2 separate regions of the Mus musculus genome follow, and region 1 is linked to region 2. A link is a contact called in public promoter capture Hi-C data. All regions are on one chromosome and are shown on one strand. Each heading gives the region's core, a stretch centred on a gene start, on an enhancer-like site or on the middle of the called end of the contact. The rest is flanking DNA. Distances are from core to core; before and after follow the strand shown.

What was found. Promoter capture Hi-C pulls out the DNA fragments that hold promoters and counts their contacts.
Region 1: a contact with region 2 is called in a promoter capture Hi-C map of liver, with 6 times the contacts expected there. The contact joins the promoter of Ddx47 here to the promoter of Magohb in region 2. A contact is called at or near these places in 2 of 39 promoter capture datasets (liver and pre-B cells).

Annotation. Positions count from the first base shown.
Region 1 is chr6:135,007,409-135,013,328 of GRCm38.p6, forward strand. Ddx47 (DEAD box helicase 47) reads left to right here and starts at 4,204. Exons shown (of 12, transcript NM_026360.3): 1 at 4,204-4,320; 2 at 4,894-4,987. The coding sequence starts at 4,234.
Region 2 is chr6:131,290,990-131,297,531 of GRCm38.p6, forward strand. Magohb (mago homolog B, exon junction complex core component) reads right to left here and starts at 2,255. Exons shown (of 5, transcript NM_025564.2): 1 at 2,083-2,255. The coding sequence starts at 2,176.

The DNA.
Region 1 (5,920 bases), core at 2,954-5,453, 3.7 Mb after region 2:
TGATGTATCACTTCAGGCTTGCTTTTGCCCTATATCGGTGTCAGAATTTTATTTAGATTTCCTTTCTAACCGTCCTTATTGTTCTGAAAATACAGGATATGACAGGGCTCAGTTTCTAGAATGGGGCCCTGTTGTTTCCGTGGCCAGAATATAAATATCCTAGCTGTTCCAGGCCTATGGGAATGCTAAGGCACGCGACACTGTCCGTGGGCTGACATGGGCTTTGCTCTTTGGAACACATCTGTGTTCACCCCACTAGTTCAACAAAAACACTGTCCCAGGGTAAGTGCCGTTTGAAGGCCTAAGGCTTGTCTTCAGGTCACAGGCCAGGGAATAGAACACGGAGATGCTGTCATCACTGTGTACCATATGGCCCTGGGTGCCTTGAGGAAGTCTTAAAAATAGCCTATGTCTGAATTATCCAAGAATAGACAAAAAGAATCCTTGCTTGACTAAAATGGAGAAGTTCCCCAGGCCCCCGAGACAGGGTTATGCTATGCATCCAGGGCAGTTCTGAAACTCTCTATAGACCAGGCTGGCGTTGAACTCAAAGATCTATCTGCCTCTACTTCTGCCTCTGCCTCCTGGGCCCTGGTTTTAAAGGCAGGCAGTACCAGGCCCAGTTTATTTCTTTTGAGACAGAGTCTCTCTATATAGGCTGGCCTTGAACACATGATCTTTCTGCCTCTGCCTCTCAAGAACTGGGAATACAGGCATGAACGTGGAGTTTTTACGGAGTTTTATCAACAGCAAGTAAATCAGTTCTCTTAAAGCAGCAGTCAGTGTTATCCAGGAGTCAGGGGCCAGGTGAGGAAGGGTAAGATGGGGTGAAGATAGGAAAGCTTGTTTTCTGCACCTGTGATGCCACAAGCCCAGCATCTTATACTATTCATAGGTGTTAAGGCAGCAGCCAGTTTTCAGACATCTCATGAGTGCTCGTTTCCTTTTCTGTGACTTGAAATTTGGGGACCTTTCAATGATGCATCTAAGTTGACAGCCTGTCCACTTGTTCCCACTAGGGCCTCTGGGCTCTGTGACACCTCAGCTGCCCTCTGTTCTCACTTCCCTGTTCCATTCTCTTGAAGGAAATCCAAGTTCATCCAGAGAAAATGTAACTGCTATGGTGGCTCCCTCTTGGTTTGTGGAGAAGAATTTGATTAGTAGAATTCCGAGTGTAGCTGGGCAGATGGAAGCTGGTCTTGATAATGTAAAGGTGACTTCAGAAAGCTTACTGGTGTTGCATGTGATGGCCTTTGATCCTAGCACTAGGGAGGTCTCTGTGAATTATCTGCAAGTTTAAGGGCAGTTTGGTCTATAGAGTGAGTGTTAGGATAGCTAGAACTATCTAGAGTGAGACTCTATCAGACACACACACACACAGAGAGTCAGAGAGACAGAGAGAGACACACACACAGAGACATACACAGAGAGAGAGACAGAGAGAGAATAAAGGAAAAAGTAAGGTCATGTGTTGGGACCTCAAGTAGGTTGGATTCTGGACTTGTTTCTTATCACATTGCTTCATGATCCTGGACACAGCTCTTTTCCTATGAGACTCAAGTTCTTCGCTGGTCAAGTAAGAAGAATGACTTCCTTAGCGGGTCTGTGTAACAGTGACAAGAGGTGGGAAGGACCTCACTATAGTGGAGATCAGACTTTTTTCAGGACAAGTCAACTCCTCCTTCCAAGAGTGTGTTTCACATACAGGGACACTTTAAATGGCCTAGTTCCCAGGCATGGTGGTGCACACTTGTCCTCTCTGCCTTTGGAAGGTGGAGGCAGGAGGATCAAGAGCTTAAGGTCAGCCTCTGATACACAGGGAATTTGAGGCAGAACATACTGTGCTACATGAGATGCTGGAGAAAATAAAATAAAATAAAATAAAATAAAGTAAAATAAAATAAATAGAAGGTAGTTACAGGAAGGGCAAAATAGAGAGCCAGAATGCCTTTGGCTTTCTGCCAGCCAACCGTGTGCTATGACTGTCTGGTAGAATCCATGTTGGGATGGCCTATTTTATACAGAAGGCGCTTTCCTTTTTTTAACTTGGAGTGAAATGTAAGAAAAACAAACAAACCAAACCAAAGGACGCAGACTATTCTTCAGGAATGTGCGGAGAAAAAAACCCATCACTTTCTAAAGCAGTGGTTCTCAACCCTATGTCTCTGGGTTGAACGACCTTCTCACAGGGGTCACGTATCAGATATCCTGCATATCAGATATCCTGCATATCAGATATCCTGCATATCAGATATCCTGCATATCAGATATCCTGCATATCAGATATTTACAATTCATAACAGTAGTGAAATTACAGTTATGAAGTAGCAATGAAATAGTTTTATGTTTTGGGGTTACCACAACAGGAGGAACTGTATTAAAGGGTCGTAGCATCAGGAAGGCTGAGAACCACTGATAAAGAAACAGTCAGAGAAATCCCTCTGGTCTGCCATGGTTTCCAACCCCAACGCTTTGCTGAGTTTCACTTCACCCAGGTGGCACATACTTAACATCCATTTTGTCTCTAGAGTCAGGGAAACAAAGACCGCCTCTTGTCTCTGAGGCAGTCTCCTTTCCCAGTTTCTTTTCTGAAGACCAGCATCATGGTGAATGAGAGCAATGGTTTTTGTTTGTTTTTCCAGACAGGGTTTTTCTGTATAGCCCTGGGTGTCCTGGAACTCACTCTGTAGACCAGGGTAGCCTTGAACTCAGAGATTTGCCTGCCCCTGCCTCCCAAGCTCTGTGATTAAGGGAGTGTACCACCATAGTCCCCTCCCTTGGCTTTTTCTATTTATTCTTTTATCTTCTGTCATTTTGTTTCTGAATTCCGACTTGTGCATTTTATCTTAATTCCCCTCCCTCCACAGGCAATCATCACAAACCTCTTCAAGTGTAGTTTCTGCTTCTCTGTGTTTTAGTAGAAGGTTGTTACATCCATCCATACACACTTGTAATATAACACACATATAATATATATTTGAAACAGGGTCTTACCAAGTAACCCTGACTGTTCTGGAACTTGCTATGTAGACCGGGCAGGCCTCCACTTCACAGAGATTCACCTGCCTCTGTCTCCTGAGTGATGGGATTAAAGGCATGGGCCACCACTCCCAATCTTAGTTATATTATATTTAAATCTATGGCCTTTCCCACAACAGCCTCAGGACTTGGAGCCCTAAATACTCTTAAGGGTATGTTTGACATGCGCTGCGCACATTTTAACAACACACTCTGCCAGAGAAAGGGATACCACGAAGAAAAGCATAGCAGATTGTCTCTAATGCCTCAGTTTCAGAAAGTGTGCCCCACACATTGAGAATGCCAATGCCTCCCCACTAGGGTACACTTGCAGGCACAGGGCATGTAACATACATTGTACCTCACTAGCTTAAGTGGTGGCAGTTCAGATATCTCACGGGTCTCAGGAATTTTGTATTCACAGATCTGCCAGTTTTTTGTTTGTTTGTTTGTTTTTTCGAGACAGGGTTTCAGAAATCTGCCTGCCTCTGCCTCCCAAGCGCTGGGATTAAAGGCGTGTGCCACCACGCTCGGCTCAGATCTGCCAGTCTTGAATAGGTGTCCCCTGAACTCAGAACGGCCTTTCTGGTATCAGTAAGGTCCCAGCTCAAATATCACTGCCTCAGAGACACCTTCTCAGTCTTGCAGCAATCCTGACAATTCTTTCTCCCAAAGCTTTGCTCCCCTATTTTTATGTAGCACTTTTCATAATTCAAAGTGGCCCATTATTACCTATGTATTGTTTGCCTTCTCTTTGCAGTGGAAGTTGATACTGTCCTGCTCTATCATTAGACACCTAGCACAGTCCAAGCATATGGCAGGCTGTCAGTTGTCAAATATATGAAGTAATGAATAAATAGTATCGTGATGTCCATGTGTTTACATTTCTATAGTTAGAAAAGTGATAAGCCAAAGGGAAGACAGCCAAGGCCCTGGAAGGCCGAAGTTGCAGAATGAAATCCTGCCTCAAGAAACCAATTTAAAAAAATAAAAAATAGGGCAGATACCCAAAGGGCAGCAAGAAGGGATCGTCTCAGTTCCTTAGGCACACAGGCTTCCAGCCATTGCTGTTCTTCCAAGTCCCTCCTGTGTGGGGCGCTGCCACGCCAGACCCGCCAGCAGGAGGCGTTCAGAACCTACACTCTAGGAAAGTAATCGCCTACATTTCCCAGCACGCCTTGCGCCTCGGCCCCACTTCCGGAGCCCACGAGCAAGATGGCGGCGGACGAGGAACCCGATTCCCCCTCTGGAGCCCTTCAGACAGCTGCGGAAGAGGAGGAAACGAAAACATTTAAAGACCTGGTGAGAATGGGTGATGCTGGTATTTATTTTGTGATGTTGGCGTTTAGGCTCACCCAGGGTTTGGGTACTTCATATCCCAGCCGGTGGTGTGTAAAAACACCTTGGGGCCTAGCTCATGCTATCTTCAGGCTGTCAGAAACTCGGGGTCTCTTCACGCTCCCTCGGGTGCATTTGCCTTGTAGGATGCCGCTGGGTCGTGAGAGCCCCCGTTTGTTTTTCTCCCCAGTTACTGTAGAGCCTTATGTTATCTAGGGTCACGCGTGACCTCCTTACAAGAGGCAAGTTGTTATGGTGTGCGCCTCACTTTATACACGTGAGGCACTTGGTAGAATAATAGCTAGCCACTGGTCGGAACTGATTTGACGGGTTAAATGAGATAATACATGCAAAGAGTTGACAGCAGCCCCTGGTGAAGAGAAATTGTCTCAAGGCGCTGTCCCATAGTGTTCATATAAAGCAGGGTCTGAGATGTACAGTTATGTAAAGTGCAAAGGGCTACGTATCACCAGGAGGATGGCTCTGATAAAGGTGAGGATGTATTCTTTGCTAAAGTATGGTTTTCTGAATTCAAAGGGTGTTACGGATGTATTGTGTGAAGCTTGTGACCAGTTGGGATGGGCAAAGCCCACCAAGATCCAGATCGAAGCTATTCCTTTGGCCTTGCAAGGTAGGTTGGAATTAAATATGCAGGCTAGTACAGAGCCAGTGTGGCATTATATTCAGTTTTTGTGTTGCTTCTAAGAGCTATTGCTGTCAAATTCCAAGTGAAATAAAGATATAATCTCTCCCTGGGTATGGCAGGACTACTTGAGTTCTTAACACCGAGGAGGCAGAGACCTTGCTTCAAATAAATATAAAGCCAGGTGTGATCACGGTGGCACAAGCCTGTACCATTTGGGAGGTAGACACTGACGTTAATGAATGGTGGGACGACAGTTTTAAACCCCTAGAGCACTCTACTGTCTGAATTTGCATGGCAGATCCTGACTGTTAGCTCTAAGAGATGAGAATTAAGAATCCATACAATGGACCATCAAGAGACCCATAATTAGCCTCCAAACGATGACACCATTGCATACACTAGCAAGCGTTTGGTGCAAGGACCGTGATATAGCCGTCTCTTGTGAGACTATGCCGGGGCCTAGCAAACACATAGGTGGATGCTCAGAGTCAGCTATTGGATGGATCACAGGACCCCCAATGGAGGAGCTAGAGAAAGTATACAAGGAGCTAAAGAGATCTGCAACCCTGTAGGTGCAACATTATGAACTAACCAGTACCCCGGAGCTCTTGACTCTAGCTGCATATGTATCAAAAGATGCCGTAGTCGGCCATCACTGGAAAGAGAGGCCCACTGGACAGGCAAACTTTATATGCCCCAGTACAGGGGAACGCCAGGGCCAAAAAATGGGAATGGGTGGGTAGGGGAGTGGGGGGGGGAGGGTGTGGGAGGCTTTTGGGATAGCATTGGAAATGTAATTGAGGAAAATACGTAATTAAAAAAAAAAAAGAGGAAAAAAAAAAAAAAGAATCCACCATAAAGCTAGGCGTGGTGGTGCACACCTTTAATCCCAGCACTCCATTGGCAGAGACAGGAGGA
Region 2 (6,542 bases), core at 1,005-3,504:
AAAACCCATACTGTCCTATAGTAGGTTAAATGTTTGTCTCCCAAGTACCTTCAGCTTTGACATTTATATACTGCCCACTACATAATGAACATTCAAAAATAAAAATTCTTGGTGCAGGTAGGCAGAGCTGTCCCAAGACAGAATTGCCTTACACTACACAGGGAGAGGCTCCAACAAACCCCTGATCATTCTGCTCTCCTCTGGTTTTTCTCTCACCCAGAAACCAAGAAGGTTTCTCAGTTTTATCTCAATCAAGTGTCTCATCTTCTAGGGGCAGATTCTTTTTTGCATGGGGAACTTTGTGAGGGGACAGGGTTTGACTGTGTAGCTCTGGCTTTTCTGAAACTCCATCTGCCCCCAGAGTACTAGGATTAAAGACTCAGGGAAGCTGGGCGTGGTAGCACACGCCTTTAATCCCAGCACTCGGGAGGCCGAGGCAGGCAGATTTCTGAGTTCGAGGCCAGCCTGGTCTACAGAGTGAGTTCCAGGACAGCCAGGGCTGCAGAGAAACCCTGTCTCAACCCCCCACCCCCACCCCAATAAAAAGACTCAGGGAAAACTTTTTTTGTTTTGTTTTTCAAGGTCTGATCATTTACTTCTTTGTCTTAAACACTTACTGTTTACTGGACTCAGACTTAAAAGTAGAAGCTCTCATTGAGGACAGTCTATGTCTCTTGGAAATCTGTTCCTGGTATTTTTTTTTTTTAAGCTTCATTCTCTAGGCCAAAAGTTAAGCTTATTCTGTAGCTACCTTGTTTTTCTTAGTGTGTTGCTTCTTGAGAACAATACATTGGAGATGGTGTTGTTGAAGGACAAGTGACGTAAGTAGATGCTGAACCTTGGGTGCTTTCCTCCTGGATTTCTTACAGCCACTGTTGCAGGGCTTTTCAATAGTTCATTAGCAGACATCGTCTTCTTTAGAGTTACTAAAATGCTTTAAGATTCTGCTAGCTTGTTGGGACCAAAAACAGAGGGACAGGGGCTCAGTCCAGCAGTATCAATATTTTTTTACAATAACCAATTTGAAAGCACTCAGATTGGCATTCATAATATATCAAGAACAGACCTGCAATTCCTCTCTCCAGCTCTCCTTGGTCTATAGAAGTATGCCCCTTACTCAACAGCAGGTACACTCTGCTCTGGGTCAAGAAGCCTTGTTTTGTGGGAAAAGCTTGTTTGTCATTCCCCCAGTCCTTGGTTGTGACTGGGACCACACAACACTTCCCCTCTTCACCCAGAGCATCAGCGGCTACCCCTGTGGCCATTTGCTTCTTGCTGAAAGTATGAAGTTTGTATTGATTGTCCCCTTGAAAGAGTTCTGACAGCTGGTGGCTAGGAAGGAGATTTTCAGACTCATTTAGACAAGGCTGGCCGACTGCCTAGGAGGTGGCACAAAAAGAGCTTCTAGGAGCATTTCCACTGACTCCCTTACCTTTGGCCATCATCCACTAGTGAAGAACTGTATTTCAAACCTGACACATACCACATTCCTGTGTTCAGACACGGGGCTCCTCCCCTATAAAGCAGCTTTAACACATACCATGAATGAACGAGTAGGCCAAAGAGGTCACCTAAAGATTCCATGCATCCTCTGGAGTATCACTTGATAATTCTGTTAACACTCCCGGAGCACAGGTTCTCTGCTCTAAGTTTCCGATTCCTATATGTTCAACTTTTCAGGAGTGGCAGAATTCGCTTTTCTGAATTACTTTACAGCATTTTTTTCCCTCTCACAAACATAACCCATGTCTGCTCTCACAAATACAGCACAAGCCTGCTACAAAAGCAAAGTCTTCCAATGTTGGAATGAAACCCTTCAAGCCCTTCTGGGAGTCTGGGGCATGGTGACACGCCTGTCATCCCAGCATCCCAGAGGCTGAAGCAGGAGGATCGTGAGTTCGAGGGCGGCTTGGACTACACAACAAGGCCCTTTCTCAAAACTAAACAAGTAAATTGAAATAAAGAAGAAAGGAAACACACACACACACACACACACACACACACACACACACACACACACACACACGCTGAAACCCGCTCCCTGGGCGGCTCGCCCTCCCTCGCAGCCCCTCCGCCGCTCACCGTCCGGCCGAAACTCGAACTCCAAAAACTCGTGCCCAAACTTGCCCTTATGCCCGACGTAGTAGCGAAGGTAGAAATCACTACCCATAGACATTTTTACCCTCGGTAAAGCCCGCTATACCGCGGGGCCAACGTGCCGCCGGCGCGAGGTAGTGACGTCACGGGCGCAGGCAAAGCGCGTCACCAAGGGCGCGTTTACTCCGGTAGGGAACGAAATCCCGGAAAACTGAAGAGGAAGCAAGAGACCCCCAAGAGAACTGAAGGTTCGCATTGGAGCCACCACGATCTCGAGCGCTTTTTTTTTTTTTTTTTTCTTTTTTTGGAAAAGATTTTCATGTCTTCGATTTTTACGTTTTAACTCTGTGACGATGTTATACACGTACATGATGAATTTTAGTCGCTCCCACCATGTTATCTTCTCTCATCCCTTCTCCGCTGAACCAGTCTTACCAATAAGCCCTCCTGTACGTTTACGCCTTGTTTTTGTCTGGGTTGAGGGGAGGCTCACCGAGTTTAATAAGGGTGGCTTGCATGAGCGCGTTGGTGGATACAAAGTCCCGGATTTCATTTTGGCATTCTATATTTTGGTTGAGCCACACTCCACCTCTTCCTCATCTACTGCCCCCAACCCTTGGGCCCAAATTATTCCCGCTGCACTTTCTTGTTAAATGTATCCTGTTACACTTCCCACTCTATTTCTTTAACCTACACTCAGTATCCTCTCTGGTTTAATAACCTACACTCACTAGCACATAAATACACTCATACAAAAGCTAAAATTCTATACAAGATTTGTCTTAATACTTCATCATTACCTCACTATAATAATTGCCAGATTTGTCCGTTTTCCTGTATATTTTATCTTAGCAAAGAAATAGCTAGGGATTTTGTTTCTTTGTTTTCTTCTCGTTTGTTTAAATGGGCTTGGAAGGAACAGATGTAAAACCACTTTTACTTTCGAGTTGCCCTATGCTATAGGTGTGTCTTTTTCTGAGTTTTGAACTAAGGTTTACAAGCTGTACTTATTGTGGGTATCTCTGATCTCGAAGCACATTGTAAAGTGGGGTGTGACTCTACTTCCTGAAACTGGTGAACTGAGAAAAGATACATTCCGGTGGCAACCAGAACACAATCTACCAGAGTCCCTTTTGGTAATACTTCAAAATTTCCAGTAGCTAACAGCCCAGACGGAGACACAGAGTAAAATGAATCTGTCTGGTGGGAGTTTGATGTTTAAATAGCACATGAAACTGAAAAGTCCAGATAGTCATCATAGAAGAGTTTTTCATAGTATACTACAACTCATGAGTCACTAAGGGTTAATGGTTAGTACCCTATATATTTGCAGGGCTAGGTCACAGTTCTCAACAGTTTGAGTTGGAAAAATACGGAACATCCAAGTGTAGTCTTGAAGAGCACAAAATGACAGTGAACTGCACCCAGTTCCCTCGTTCCAATTCCTGATCACCTTTCTTTTAGCACCACTGAGTAATCCTATCGGTGACTGATGGCCTTCTGTCACAATCCTAAGAAAAAGAGTCCAGTCTCAGTACTGGTCCCACGTAACCTTGGACAAGTCATTATCTCTCAACCTGTTTGATCATTAACTAACTAGATACACAGTGATCAACTGCCAAACACAGACCTGAGAAAATTAAACAACATGTATATGATATGCTTTGAAATCTATGCAACACGAGTTTTAACAAGCCTTTTTCTATGTGCCAGAGCAGATGGAAGTTAGTAATAAAGCAATCACAACATTTACACCTTCAGAATAAAAAGAAAGCAAACATATAAGGCAAACACCAGCAAAGGGAAGTAACTGGTATAGTAAAGAATGCATGCAATAGAACAGCTCTGTATGAAAAGGGCAAGTAGTTTTATTGGGGGGTGGAGTTAGAAGTTTACAAACAAGGGTGGTATTAAAGAAGACATATAAAAGGTGCTATTTGAATTGACTTTTTTGGTGACCATATTCTGTGAATGTCTTGGCAGTATAGACAAGCATTTCAGTGCCTTAAAGTAAAGCTGGGTGGTGTGAATGTTTGTATTTGGGGAAAGAAAAAAAACCCCACAATATCTACACCTGAAATCAATAAGTTGCTAGACTTATTGGGGTTTGAGAAAGTGGAGTAACTGTCAAAGCAAGTTGGGGCAGGTTCTCTTTGGCCTTCTTAATAGTTATGTAATTGTTAAATTTGCTCACTCCTGTAGTGGGGTGGTAGGCCGCTATTTAGGAAAATATATTAGAGATGTAAATCAACCTTACCATCAGGATGCCCAACCCTTTCAATTTGTCCAGATTTGAGAAGGATTTTTGGGAAGTAAGGGATGGAAAACTTTCAGTTTTAAAACTGAGAAGGACCTGATTTATTACAAGAATAATTCACAGAAACTTAAGCAATGTGTTTTTATAGCCTCTGTGGAAATATCAGCTAAAATCCCTTTCACTGAATTATACAGAAAGGCTTGTTCAGTGGCCTTAGGATGGCTCTCTGTGCATTTCCTTTAAAATTTTCACACATGTATCAAGTTCATGTTCCTATTTACCTAAGTAGAACTATAGATGTCAGGATTTAAGCCTACTTAAACGCAGTGTAAAATACACACAGTGTTAAGACTTTCTCTTTTTTATTAGATATTTTCTTTATTTACATTTCAAATGTTATCCCATTTCCTAGTTTCCTCTCTGAAAATCCCCTATCCCCTGCTCCCCAACTCACCTACTACTGCTTCCTGGCCCTGGCATTCCCCTATACTGGGGCATAGAATCTTCCCATGACCAAGGGCCTCTCCTCCCATTGATGGCCGACTAGGCCATCCTCTGCTACATATGCAGCTTCCTTAAGTTGGCCCATTATGCTCTGGTCCCCTACCATTTCCTATGAGTTCAGACTTGTCCTCTGGAACTTACATGTTTTTTAGATAAAATAGAAAACTACTTACCTAACTCTCCATCTTGTAATCAAGATTGTATCAAAATGGGACCTTTTGAGATGGTAGACCCCGGGGATGTGGGCAGGTGTTTTGTTTACTGAGTTCTTAAATGTGGCTAGTGAGACAGGGGAAACTAATTTTGTGGAACTCTTAATTTTTATTAATGTAAAATAATATTTAAATATCACATGTGGCTAGAGTTTCTGTCGTTGGTTAGCACAGCTGTGTAAGGGTCTCAGCTATCCATAATCAGACTGGAAGTAGTGAAACATACTGTGAACATTTTCCTTTTTCCATTATTGGAGTTCCAAACTAGGGTAATTACATTGTCAGAGTTTACTTTTGAAAGTAGATGTCTTTACATTGATCATGTGAAACTAAAGGACTGTTTCTGCTTTTGCCAACACTGTGGTCGACTTTATAGCATCTAGTGAAACTATTTTGATGTAGGTAGGAAACAAACCTTCCCAACTGTGATGAAAATTGAGGCTTGATGGTTAATGTAAAATATTTGGTGATAATTTTTTCCACACAAGTGTTTTATTTTTTCAATCATGTGTTGATGCATCAATTTCTTTCATTTCTGTTCATTTTGCTTTTTGTTGAGGCAGGGTCTCATGGAGCCAAACTGGCCTTAAACTCACTAATGTAACTTCTGGCCTTAAATCCATAACCTTCTTCTGCTCACACTAAATGTCCTGGCACTTCAAGTGTGCACCACTACACCTCCCTTTTTTTAGATGTGGCTCTTGCTTGGAGTCATTAATATTTTAATTGCTCGGCTGGGTTCCCCCACCCCCACCCCGTGTACAGAATGCTCTTCTTTTGAACTCTTTTTATGTATCCTCTGCCCATCTACATCTTTTTGTCTATTTAAAGTGACCAAATAATTCCCGCCTTCAATTTTCAGAAACAGTCTCTAATCATATCCTAATAAACAGACAATAAGCTTATATTTTCATTTTCTGTCAGTATAATTGTTGTTTTATACATTTACAGAATAAAATGTCAGAGCTGTCTCTTTCAGTGAAATAAATCTGTGTAGCAATAGCATTATGTAGTCTAATCGAGCATACTGAAGTTGGTACATTTTGAGAAGGAAAAGCTAAAATGTGGTGGCCTGTTTCCATCCATATCCCTCTGTTCACCTGTCCTTTTTTATTCCATCTTAGATTTCTTTATGGATTTCAGCCATGTCTTTTGCCACTGTATTTGCTTTTCAGGTAAATCCCCATCATTCAGGAACACCACACCCCCTAAGACCACTAGTTATCAGGCAGGATCATAGACTACCATGGTGCAAAGGAGTTAATTTCATTACTACATCTGGAACTCTTAGAGTATGTTAGGTTATCCTATGATTTAAACACTAAAACAGAACTTGTAACTTACATTGAAACAAACACAACCTACTAAATTAAATATTGTAGGCTCTCCTCTGGTTTTCTACATGTTCCTATGTCTTCTTATTTCATTGATACGCTAAAGCATTTTATACATTGTTGTAGTAAGATTGAGAA